2 separate regions of the Nomascus leucogenys genome follow, and region 1 is linked to region 2. A link is a contact called in public Hi-C data. All regions are on one chromosome and are shown on one strand. The core of a region is the stretch at or near the end of the contact, and the rest is flanking DNA. Distances in the headings are between cores, read along the strand shown.

The links. A called contact is a pair of places that touch in the nucleus more often than the background predicts.
Region 1: a contact with region 2 is called in a Hi-C map of a lymphoblastoid cell line, with 2.1 times the contacts expected there. The contact joins two enhancer-like sites. A contact is called at or near these places in 2 of 4 Hi-C or Micro-C datasets (both in a lymphoblastoid cell line).

The regions. Positions count from the first base shown.
Region 1 is chr7b:771,823-777,682 of Asia_NLE_v1, forward strand. IL17REL (putative interleukin-17 receptor E-like) reads left to right here. Exons shown (of 15, transcript XM_030815150.1): 4 at 2,185-2,334; 5 at 2,539-2,648; 6 at 2,810-2,924; 7 at 3,439-3,578; 8 at 3,797-3,868; 9 at 3,954-4,008; 10 at 4,775-4,947; 11 at 5,015-5,059; 12 at 5,336-5,393; 13 at 5,647-5,743. The coding sequence starts at 2,226. Among named protein-coding and RNA genes, the nearest start is that of IL17REL, 12 kb to the left of the region's middle. Within about 2 kb of position 1,384, the one cell type or tissue checked has an H3K27ac peak away from gene starts, as active enhancers do. A contact at or near this core is called in a lymphoblastoid cell line, where this site is marked.
Region 2 is chr7b:735,067-741,523 of Asia_NLE_v1, forward strand. TTLL8 (protein monoglycylase TTLL8) reads left to right here. Exons shown (of 14, transcript XM_030815324.1): 7 at 1,090-1,204; 8 at 1,670-1,804; 9 at 4,923-5,109. Among named protein-coding and RNA genes, the nearest start is that of TTLL8, 14 kb to the left of the region's middle. Within about 2 kb of position 2,290, the one cell type or tissue checked has an H3K27ac peak away from gene starts, as active enhancers do. A contact at or near this core is called in a lymphoblastoid cell line, where this site is marked.

The DNA of each region.
Region 1 (5,860 bases), core at 134-2,633, 36 kb after region 2:
CTGGGATTATGGGCGTGAGCCACCACACCTGGCTAATTTTTGTATTTTTAGTAGAGACAGGGTTTCCCCATGTTGGCCAGGCTGGTCTCAAACTCCTGATCTTGGGTGATCCGCCCACCTCGGCCTCCCAAATTGCTGGGATTACATGCGTGAGCCCTGCCCAGCCCATTCCCTCAAATTCTCTTGGGTGGTTCTTTCTCCGCCTCTGGTCGTTCCCTCACATGCATGTGTTCATGAATACTCCACTGAGTATTAGCAAAGTGGATATTCCCCAGAGCTCTCTCTGTGTCATCCTCTCCCCTCTCATAATTGGTCCGGCTGCCCAGACCCCTCCATCCCAGTTCCTCCTCTCAGGGAGTGTGCCACGCTCCACTTGGGATCCACCCCCACCACTGCCTGAGAACACTCCCCAGACAGTGGCGCATTCCCAGACCTCACTGTGACTGTTTCCTGTCTCCCAGGTCTCACCGTCCCTCACTTCCTCACGCCCACTGTCTTGAAACCATTGCTCATGGATTTTGCCTTGGTTTCCCAGCTGTCTCAGGCAGGAGGGTAAATCAGATCCCTGTGAGTCCATCCGGACTACAGTGGGAATTTGTAAGAGTTGGATTTCTGGCTGGGCGCGGTGGCTCACACCTGTTATCCCAGCACTTTGGGAGGCTGAGGTGGGCGGATCACCTGAGATCAGGAGTTTGAGACCAGCCTGGCCAGCATGGTGAAACCCTGTCTCTATTAAAAATACAAAAATTAGCCAGGCGTGGTGGTGCGTGCCTGTAATCCCAACTACTCGGGAGGCTGAGGCAGGAGAATTGCTTGAACCTGGGAGGTGGAGGTTGCAGTGAGCCGAGATCACTCCACTGTGCTCCAGCCTGGGCGTCAGAGTGGGACTCTGTCTCAAAAAAAAAAAAAAAAAAGGGTTGGATTTCTTACCCATAGCATGTTCGGACTTCATTCCCATTGCCCCTTTGAGGCACGGAGTTACTGGATGGAAGCTCTCAACTGTCAGTTGTCTAGGTTCTTGCCGTGTTAAACAAAACACACAAGTATAGCAACAAAAAAGAATGGAGTAAGGAGGGCACAGATTTACTGAAGCGAAGGAGCACTCCACAGAGTGGGAGCAGGCTCAAGCAAGCAGCCAAGGGCCCCGAATGCAGTGCCCCCCAGAGTTTTCACAAAGCTAAAAGAATTTGGTAACACTCCTAGCTGCCCTTTGGGGGTTTCCAGTGGGTTACACCCTGTGGAGGATAGGCCTGCAACCAATCAGAGGCTGAAGTGGAGTCTCATTATCACAGGAGGGAGGCTGTGGCCTGTGTGCTGCCTAATCTTGCCTGGAACTGGCTGCACCTGCTGTTCTTTTGCTTATCCCTTCGCCCCCGGTTACCCTCATTCCTTACTCTCCTGCCTCAGCAGGGTACTGTGTTCAGTGTGGGCTCCGCTGAGCAGCAGCTGCACTGTCTCACCAACAGTATGTGGGTCCCATGCCTCAGTGGCCATGCCTTCTATAAAGAGGGTGGCAGTCCTCCTGTGGAACGGCTGGCTTGCCAGGCTCTGTGGCTCATGTGAAGTTCTGCTCGGAGTCCCACCTGCAAACCTGGCTGAGCAAAGGCAGCAAAATTGCTCAGCCCCCGGTGCCCAAAATAATACCCAGCTCCACACTACCCAGGTCTGGTGAGGCTGCCCTGAATGGCGTTTGGTCTCAGAGCAAAAGGCCCTGGGGGCAAGTCCTGCCTGTGAGGATGCGGCCACTTCCCTGTGGACAGAGGCCTGGGCTGCAGCAACCTTGGGGTCACCTCCCAGGTGTCCCAGCAAGCCCTCGTTGGCCTTTCTGCTGTTCGTCTTTGAGCAGGGGTGACGGAGCTTGCCAGCAAGTCGTGGTGGGCTTCCTGCCCCCTTGCTGGCCAGGTGGGGCAGCAGCTTCCGCTGCTCTGATGCAGACTGGTGTGCAGCCTGCCCCCCTGATCCGGGCCCACTCCTGGGGTCCCACAAACATTTCGGAGTGTGTCTCCGGGGGGGCTCACCACATGCCAGGGGGCTTGCTCCCCAGTTGGCTTGGGGCAAGATAGTAAAGAACCCCTGGCAAAGACTTTGCAGCCCCAGGGCTCTCTCCCCCTTCACAGAACCATCCACAAAGCCTTTCCAAGCACCAGGGAACTCGAGGCCTCACACTCTTTCTCCACCCCCCAGGGAACATTTTTAACAGCTTCTGCCGGCCACGCCCCGTGTCCATGTCCAGGTCAGTCCTGGAGGCCCTGACGTCCTCCACTGCCATGCAGTGTGTCCCCCCTGACGGCTGCTCGATGCTCCTGCGTGTACGCGCCTCCATCAACCTGCATGGTGAGAGGTGGCCTCGAGGGTGGAAGTAACACTCGCAGATCCGGCAGTGGGCCCAGGTGCCTTTTACTCCCATCAAACCCTGGGTGGCCTGGTGAGGGAGGGGGTCGCTGCTAACCGCACTTCACAGAGAGAAGGCAGAGGAACAGGGTCCCACGACCCCGTCCAGAGCTCTGACACACCCCGCTGGGTCCTTCCTCCACCCAGAGCGCCTGCGGGGCCTGGAGGCCTGTGCCATCAGCCTGGACACCCAGGAGACGCAGTGTCAGAGCGTGTGGGTGGCCAGGGCCTCCCACCAGCAGCAGGTGGGGCAGCAGGTGAGGCCAAGGCAGGGCTCTGCCACCCAAGTCCCGAAGACTGGGCGCCACTCCTCCTGGGCGCCATCCCTGGCTCTAAGCTCCAGCCATGCAGGTGGAGCTGGCCGGGTAGGGTGGGCAGTGCCTCTGAGTCCACGCAGCTCACACCTGCACCTGCTCAGCTCCAGGTGCACTTTGGCTGCTTTGCGGTGAGTGTGGCCCAGCACCTCTACGTCACCCTGAGGACCATCCCTCATTTCTGCGGGGTCCAGCTGGACCAGAGGCACCTCGTGGAAGGTAGGGTCCCCAGGGCCCCCTGAGCACAGCTGCCGTTCAGCCTCCAGGGCCTGGCTTGGGGTGGGACTTGCCCAGGGCAGGGGCCTGGCCCTCACACTGGACAGATCCCCGCAAGGCCTTTGCCTTAATTCAAGGTCGCATGGCAGCGGCACAGCGCGTGGGGGGGGCAGGGGCAGGTGGAGGAGGATGGCCCCTGAGGGCAGGGCAGCCCGCACCCCGCCATTGCCTCTGCGCTTTGCAGACTGCGGAGAGGAGGACGTGGCGAGGAGTGTGCCCGACTGCCTTGGTGAGTTCCCTCCTTCGACGCCCCTGCGAAGACCCCCAGACGCTGCGACAGGCTTCCTCTCCCCGGGGTCTTCTGCCCCATTTGGGAAATCCTGAGGGGCCCTCGGGTGGGCGACTCCCAAACGTCTGAACCAAGCAGGAGCCACCACGTCGTGGCTCTCGGGACAGACAGAGCCCCGCGTCGGTGACCGCTGGTCCCAGCGCGGCCCCGACTTGCCGCCTCCTGCAGCGGGGAAGCTCAGCTACTGGGTGGACCGGAGGCGCAAGGCGATTCTGGTGCAGGTGCCCAGGGCCTCCGGGAGCCCCGACTACTACGTGCGGCTCTGCCTCAAGCGGTTCACCTGCGAGGACGCCGGTGCCCCTGTGCAAGTGAGCGCCCGCGCCCCGTCAGCCTTAGGCCCCGCCCACCTCCGCGCCCGCGCCCCGTCAGCCTTAGGCCCCGCCCACCTCCGCGCCCCGCCCCCGGTCAGGCCTAGGCCCCACCCACCTCCCGTCCCCGCTCCCGCCCCGTTCGGCCCAGGTCCCGCCCACCCCAGACCACACCCGCCCTCCCGCGCGGCCCCTCAGCCGCCCTTTCTGGGTTGCAGGTGACCGCCAACAGCGTCTCCCAGGCCGTCTCCCTGCCCTACAGCCAGGAGCTGCCGTGCTTGTGCCTGGAGGTCGGTGGAGGTGTCGCCTGGACTTGGGGCGGGTCGGGGGAGCACAGGGATGGGTGGGCTGCGCTGACCCCAGCCCCTCCCACAGGGCTGGTCTGCGACCCCTGACGCGGTGAGGATCCAGATCTGCCCCTTTGAAAACGGCAAGTGTCCTGCGATGCCAACGGGCGGAAGGGTGGGAATGGCTGCCGCCAGCCTGACTCCACCATGAGGACTGACGTGGGGGGATGAGATAAGGGGCAGGCCCAGCCTAAATCCCTGAGCCTGCTCGGAAGGGCCTGTCACCAAGGGAACCTGCGCACAGATGTGGATGTGCACAAGTGTGTGTATGCGTGTGTTTGTGTGTGTGCAATGTACATGTGTGCACACGTGGGCCAGCTCACCTGGGAAAACCAAGGCTGTCAAGAGGGGCTGTCTGAGGGGCACAAGAGAGATGCCCTGCTCTCGGTTCTGCTCAGCGACGCTGCACACACACACACACATGCACAGACACCCATGAACATACACGCCCATACACATGCACACACATACGCACACCCATGCGCAGGCAGGCACACCCATGGATATGCACACCCACACCCATGGACACACATCCGTGCACATACACACATACACAGGTACACACACCCATGCACAGGCAGGCACACTCACGCACACCCGTACCCATGACACACACCCATGCGCAGGCAGGCATATACATAGGCGCATGCACCCAGGCACATGCATATCCACACACATGCACACGCACCCATGCACACACGTGCACAGACTTGGGCCAGGGCTCAGAGACCCACAGGAGGAGTGTTCTGGACCCTGGCCCAGTGGTCACTTGAGTGGGTGCTAGACCTCACGGGCCTGGCAGCCAGGGTAGGGCCCAGCTGACCTGTGTTTCGGGGAGGGTTCCTGCAGACACTGAGGCACTGGAGGTGCTGTGGGACACGGTCTACTACCACCCGGGGAGCCAGACACTGAGCTGGGAGCCCGCCTGCCCTGTGAGTGGCCATGTGAGCCTGTGCTGGCGCCCAGGGCCCGGAGCCGGCTGCCGTAAGCTGCAGCGATCCAGCCAGCTGGTGCATCGCAGAGTGAGTGCCTGCTCGGCAGGGATGGGGGTGGGCATGGATGCCACAGCCTGACCCGAGCCCTCCTCAGGTGCAGTACCCGCTGGTGGACACCCAGCCCCAGCTCTGCCTGAAGGTGAGGGGCTGCCACAGCCTGCCAGTGCCCTATTTTGGGAGGGGCCAGGGGGCATCAGGGTAGGGAATGGAGCAGGGGCCCTTGCCCAGCCCTGGAGCCCAGCCTCCCAGCCGTCCCTCAGAGCCCCCTCCTGGTCTGACAGTGGGTGAGCTAAGGGCCTAAGGAGGGGAACTGAGCCCAGATCACCCTGAAGCTGACCCAGCCTGTCCCTGTCCCTGCCCCTGTCCCTGCCCCGCACACACTCCACCCTCCTGCACCCCTCACCCCACTTTGCAGTTCTCCACCAGTTGGGGGTCCTGGGTGCGGTGCCCTTTCGAACAGCGTCGCTTCCCAAGTAAGTTCTCCGTGGGGCCTGCACAGCGTGGACGCAGCACAGAACATCCTTTACGTCACTCTGTGTTGGTCAGGGAGGTGGGATAACAGTGTCAAGCCAGTGTGGGGGAGGTACAGTGGGCAGGCGCCAGGCCCGCTGGGGAAGGAAGGGAGGCCAGATGGGGGTCTCACCCTTCACTCCCCACAGCCTGGAAAATGACCATCCAGCCTTCGCCCACAAAGGGCCACCTCCGGGCCACCTTCTTCTCGTCCAGCCCCGCCCACTTCCAGGTGCACCTGTGTCACAGGAGGAAGTCACAGCTCCCTGCCTGCCAACGCACACTCCAGGCCAGCCCGCTCCCTTCAGCCTCAGTGAGCCGAGAGAGTGGGGCTCCATCCTGGGGAGGTGGGGGGGTGGTGGCAGGACCCCATCACTTCCCTGTGGTGGTCTCTGTCCCACCCGGGCCCTGAGCCCACCCAGGGTCTAGC
Region 2 (6,457 bases), core at 1,040-3,539:
CCTGGGCGCCTCCCAGGACTCCTGGTCTAAGGCCGTGGCCAGAATCACTTGGTGCCCACCCCACCCCCAGCACCTCTGTGCCCTTTGCTCTGTGTCTCTGGGTGAATCCGGGGCCACAGAAACTCCCTCCTCGGGGCACAGAGGCCAAAGATGGGGCTGAGTGGGGGCTGCCACCGGGCTTTGGGTGCTGAGGGGGCTGTGGGTCCCCAGGGGAAGAGGTGCCGCTCCCCCCAGCACTGGGCACTCCCCCGTCTCCCCCGGCCTCCAGCCCTGCACAAGGCAGCTGCCACACCCTTCCCACCAAGGCCCAGGGCTGGGGCTTGCCCAGGACACAGGGTGTGGGGACCCTGCTGAGGGAGGGGTCCAGGAAGAGGGGCTTCCCTGGCACAGAGATCCGTCTCAGCAGGCCAGGTGCGGCTGCCTCAGCACAGTGTGGGGTGGAGGTGCGGGACAAGGCTCCCTGCCGCACCTAATACCCCAGGGTCAGGCCAGCACCAGCGCTGCTGGTGGAAACATGGCTCCTTCAAAGACCCTTTGTGCAGAGCCAGTCAGCGTGCGCTGTGTTTTCTGGGGGCCAGCCACTTTTTTCCTTAACGGGGTGACAAACCAGACATTGGGGTGCGGGGACTTCACGATATGCCTCTCTAATGGCGAGTGCTGCATTGCGTATGGTGGGCAGTGCTGGGCGTGTGGCCACATTCCAGGCCCTGTAGCCAGTCCTTCCTCTCCTGGGGTCTGAGGTGTGGGACACCTTGTGGCCCGTTTGGGGGCCTGGAGGGAGCCCCAGTGCCCACCGCCCTCGGTGCCCTCAGCTGCAGCCTCCCGATTCCCTGGGGCCTGCCACACCCTCCACTGCCTCAAGGATGCGTCTGAGCCTGGCCTGCACATCCATGCTCCCACCGGCTGGAGGGGGTGGCCTGGGGACCTGGGGGACCGTATGTCTGGGGAGGAGGAGGGATCCGCCCTAGGGGTGCTGTGTGGTGCCCTATAGCCAGGCAAGTCCGAGGTGGACGGCCCGTCCTCGCCTTGTGAGCGAGGCGGAGCTGAGCTGAGCTGCCCCTCGTGCCTAACACGGTGCTGTCTCTGGAGATCGGGCTGTGCGTGAACATGCGGAGCCTGCCCTGGTACGTCCCGGCCAACCCCGACTCCTTCTTCCCACGCTGCTACAGCCTCTGCACCGAGAGCGAGCAGCACGAGTTCCTGGGTAAGTGAGGAGACGGCAGAGGGCCCCATTGCTGTCAGCAGAGAGGCTTCTAGAAAGATCCCCCTGGCGCTGAGACAGATCGATGGGGCAGGGTCTGAGGACAGAGGACCGGGGAGAGGCCTTCCATGGCCATGGTCATGGCAGTACAGGGGCCTGGGGCCCGGGGAGGGACGGCGGGCAGGCAAGGAGCGTGTGGTTCTGCACTGGGCTCGTGGACAGCGCGGCGAGCAGCTGGGGCAAGGCCGGCTCCGTGGTTGGAGGCCGAGGGGTGCAGTTGGACGGCTGCAGTCACAGAGACGCGGCAGGGAGAAGGGCAGGCGACTGGGGGTGTGGGAGCAGGCCTGGGCCCCACCGGCTGTGAGGGCGGGAAGTGGGGCAGGTTGGGGAGCCTCCGCGGCCCTGGCCCCATCTCCAGTCCCCAGTCCCGGCTCGGACAGATGGGGCGAGGCCGTGCTGTCCTTCCAGAAGACTTCCGGCGTACCATGGCATCCGGCATCCTCAAGTGGGTGGTCAGTCACCAGAGCTGCAGCAGGAGCGGCAGGAGCAAGCCCAGGGGCCGGAGGGAGGAGGCCGGGAGCAGCGACCCGAGCAGCAGGCAAGGTGTGCTGGGCCGGGGCAGGGCAGTGCCAGGTCACCAGAGCTCAGGGCCTCCACAGGGGCCCTCCCGCCTCCTGGGTGTGGTCAGTCCTGAGGGTTGCAGCAGCCGGGGCTGGATACAGCGATGCTTCAGACTCTCTCGATTCTCATGGCAAACGGGTTTTCTGTTCTAATTGTGGGGCTAAACGTCAAAGTCACCCTGTTTGTAAAGCACCTGGCAGATAACGCAGCCCTGGGACGTCCGCATCCCACGCTCACCGGTACAGTCCCGTGCTGCGGACGTGATTCCAGCCTGTGGTCAGAAGCCTGCCCCGCCCCGCAGCCACCACGATGCTGCAGCCTGAGTCTCCCCAAAGGGGCCCTGTGGGAGAGGATGCAGGAAGCCCCGGGGAGAGGCGCCCCTGGGTGGTTACAGGGATGTGAACCAGCCATCGTGTTTTTGGAAAAAACCCAAATCTTTTTTGTGGTTGTTGGTTTTAATACAATGTAACTTCTAGAGCAGTTTTAGGTTCGCAGCACAGCTGAGCAGAGAGTACAAGATTTACCACACTCTCCTGCCCCCGCGCCTCCCCCACCGCCAACATCCTGCACCAGAGCAGTGCGTTTCATCTGTTGACAGAGGAACATCGGTGCATTAAACTTTTAGAGTGTATTTGAGCAAACAGTGATTTGTGCCAATCAGGCGGCTGCAGGGCTCCACCGAGGGGAGAGCCCTTCTAGGTAAACGTGGAAACGGAGGAAATAAATCCTGATTGGTGAACGCTGGAGCGGTGGCCTCATTTGTGCTGAGTGAGAATTTGTTCCCAGCTGGCTGCCTGCGATTGGCTGTGCTTAAGTTTCATTTTCAATTCTGAGTTAGGCTGTGGTTTGCGTTTGTCGGAGACCAGGTCACCTGGGCCACCTCATCTGATGGCCTCCTAATTAATGTTTTTTTTTTTTTCTTTTGAGACGGAGTCCTGCTCTGTCACCCAGGTTGAAGTACAATGGCACGATCTTGGCTCACTGCAACCTCCGCCTCCTGGGTTCAAGCGATTCTCCTGTCTTAGCCTCCCGAGTAGTTGGGTGCCCACCACCACGCCCGGCTAATGTTTTGTATTTTTAGTAGAGATGGGGTTTTGCCATGTTGGCCAGGCTGGTCTCGAACTCCTGACTTCAGGTGACCCGCCCACCTTGGCCTCCCACAGTGCTGGGATTACAGGCTTGAGCCACCGTACCCAGCCTAATTAATGATTTTAACACAACTGATGAACCTACAATGACGCATCATGGTAACCCAAATGGTGTTACACATTCTACAGGTTTGGACAATGTATGATGCCCTGTATCCACCATTCCAGTATCAGACAGAGACAGTCCCCGGCCCTAAAACTCCCTGTGCTCTGTCTCTTCATCCCGCCACCCCCGAGCTCCTGGCTACTACTGATCTTTTTCCTGTCTCCACGGTTTTGCCTTTTCTAGAATGCCGTTCGGTTAGAACCACGTAGCATGGAGCCTTTTCAGATGGGCTTCTTCCACTTAGTAATATGCATTTAAGATTCCTCCAGGTCTTTTCATGGCTTGAGAGCTCATTTCTTTTTAGGGCTGAGTGATATTCCACTGTCTGGATCCACCATTGTTTATTTATCTATTCATCTACTGAAGGACATCTTGGTCACTTCCAGGTTTTGACAATCATGAATAACGTTTCTGTCGACATCTGTATGCAGGTCTTTGTGTGGCCATAAATTTTGAATTCATTTGGGAAAATACCAAGGAATGCACTTACTGGGTGGTATGGCAAGAGTATGTTTCATTTTGTAAGAAACTGCCAGACTGTCTTCCAAAGTAGCTGTACCATTTTGCATTTCCACCGGCAACGAGGGAGAGTTCCTGTTCTCCACATCCTCACCAGTGTTTGATGTGGTCAGTGTTCTGTTTGTAGCATTCTCCTGGGTCTGTATTAGTGTCTCATTATCGTTGTGAGTGTGTTGTGAGACAGAGTCTCACTATGTTGCCCAGGCTAGTCTCAAATTTTCAGGCTCAAGCGATCCTCCTGTGTCAACCTCCCAAAGTGTTGGGATTACAGGTGTGAGCCACTGTGCCTAGCCTCCATTTCCTCCTGAATTTCTGAGGGTATTTTATAGAAAAACTTGTAGATATGGAATTGCTAGTCCATAGCGGTATGTGATGTTGAGCGTGTGTTCATATGCTTGTTTTCCATCTGTATATATGTTTTGGTGAGGTGACTGTTCAGATTGTTCATTTTTAAATTGTTTTCTGTCTGGGTGCGGTGGCTCACACCTGTAATCCCAGCACTTTGGGAGGCCGAGGTGGGTGGATAACTTGAGGTCAGGAGTTTGAGACCAGCCTGGCCAACGTGGTGAAACCCCATCTCTACTAAAAATACAAGATTATCCAGGCATGGTGGCACACACCTGTAATCCCAGCTACTCGGGAGGCTGAGGCAGGAGAATCACTTGAACCCAGGAGGCAGAGGTTGCAGTGAGTCAAGATCTTGCCATCCAGCCTGGGCGACAAGAGCAAAACTCTGTCTTAAAAAAATAAAAATAAAAAATAAAATTATGTTTTCTTATTGTTGAGTTTCAAGAGTTCTCTGTATACTCTAGGTAACATTTCTTTATTAGATGTGTGCAAATATTTCCTCCCAATCTATGGCTTGTCTTCTCATTGTCTTAAAATTGTTCTTTACAGAACAGAAGTTTTTCATTTTAATGAAGTCGAACTTATCAGTAATTGCTACTGTGAGGAGCTGAGGGTCTAGCGGCAGGGTCCACTGAGGAGCTGAGGGTCTAGCAGGGTCCACTGAGGAGCTGAGGGTCCAGCGGCAGGGCCCATATGTTTCTTGTGGGGAGGTGGCACTCACAGAGCCATTGGAGGTTGGGACCGTTCAGGAGGGAGGAAGTCACCTGCCCAGACACAGGCGTGACATCCAGGGCGGCTGCCCAGAGAAGCTTAGTTGGGTATTGGGGTGCCTGTCTGGGGGTCTGGGATACTTGTTGGGTATTGGGGCACAGAGGGAGTGGAGCGACCTTTGTCCATGACTTTAGGCATCACCCCTCGAGGCGGGCAGGGCTGCCCCTGGGTGGGGTTCCCACTCCATGTGCCTGTGTCTGGGTTTCAGATGCCAAAAATGCTGAGGCAAAGCTCAGGGGCCTCCCGGGGCAGCTTGTGGACATCGCGTGCAAGGTGTGCCAGGCCTACCTGGGGCAGCTGGAGCATGAGGACATCGACACGTCAGCAGATGCCGCGGAGGACCTCACCGAGACCGAGTGGGAGGACCTGACTCAGCAGTACTACTCCCTCGTTCAGTAAGACTTGCGCAGGCCCCCGGCACGTGTCGGAGCTGTGAGTGCGGATCGCGGGAGCTGCCGGGGCAGTGCAGCCTCTGGGAATTGGGTCACCTGTCTGGGCAATAGGGTACCTGTGGGGTATTGAGCGTTGAGATGCCTGTCCTGGCGTTGGGGCTCCTGTCTGGATGTCTGGGATGCTTGTTGGTATTGGGGTGTCTGTCTGGATCTTGGGGCTTCCTGGACTTTGCCAGCTCCTGCGCGGTGCTCCGCTGGACTCCTGAGCAGATGTATCCCTCACTGCTCGCGGCCTTCTCCGCCCAAAGCAGGGGCAACACAGTGGCGCGTACACTTGCGGGGATGGTGGTCCTGCCCAAATACCACCTCCCAATGTGAGGGCTGTCACAGGCTCGGGGCTGGGCTGTCCTGGGAGGCTGTGAGGGATTCCTTCCCACAGCTCATCCTCCTGAGGGAGTCACTGTAGCTGCCTGTCACTGGGAGCTTGCTGGTATCCTAGGCGGCCTTGGCTGTGACCAACATGGTGGATGTCATGGGTGACCCACCCTATTTAGACCACAATAGTTTGGGGCTGGCCTGTGCTGCACAGACAAGGCTGCTTCAGGGGCGCGGGGGGCTGGCTGTGCCCAGTTTGCTCCAAGTCCTCATCACAGGTGAGCGGTCCTGTTGCCATCCTGGGGTCAGGAGTGCTCGGCGCTCACCACAGAGGAGGCGTGGCAGCCAGTGAGAGCCAGGAGGTGCCCCCACCTGAGGTCGCCTTCGGTCCTTCCCTGGGAGGGGCTCTCGCCCAGGCACCCCCGGCCACAGCTCCACAGTGGTGGGGCCCTCCCATGTTGTCAGGGACACCCCAGCCTCACTTCTGCCTTCAAGCTGCCCCCAGCAGGTGTGAATGGAACCCCGATGTCCTGTGTCTTCAGGGGCTTCCCCACCTCAGCCCAGGCCACCCCAGCCCAGGCTGGCTGCGAGAGTCATGGCTGGCATCCTTGGAGCCCCGCTGGCCCTCACTCCTGTGCCACAGCCACCTTGTCGGGACGTCGCGGGGTCCACACTGGGTCTTCATGGCCCTGAGTCTGCCCACGCAGGACGGCTCCAACAGGCCCTGGGGCAGCTGCTGGTACTGGCATGGCTTCCCCCCAATCCATCCGGGCAGCAGGAGTGCACCCCCGAGCTCTAAAAGCCACTCAAACAGCTCTCCCCACCCTCTCCTTATTCCCTGTGCTTATGATGACTTCTTGAGTCTAGCCCGTGACTGCAAAGGGTCTTGAGTCAGAATGACGTTGAGCTCGCAGGATGTGGCGCTGGCAGCTGGCAGGGACGCAGGAGGCCTGCACGGGCCGGACGCTTTCCTACC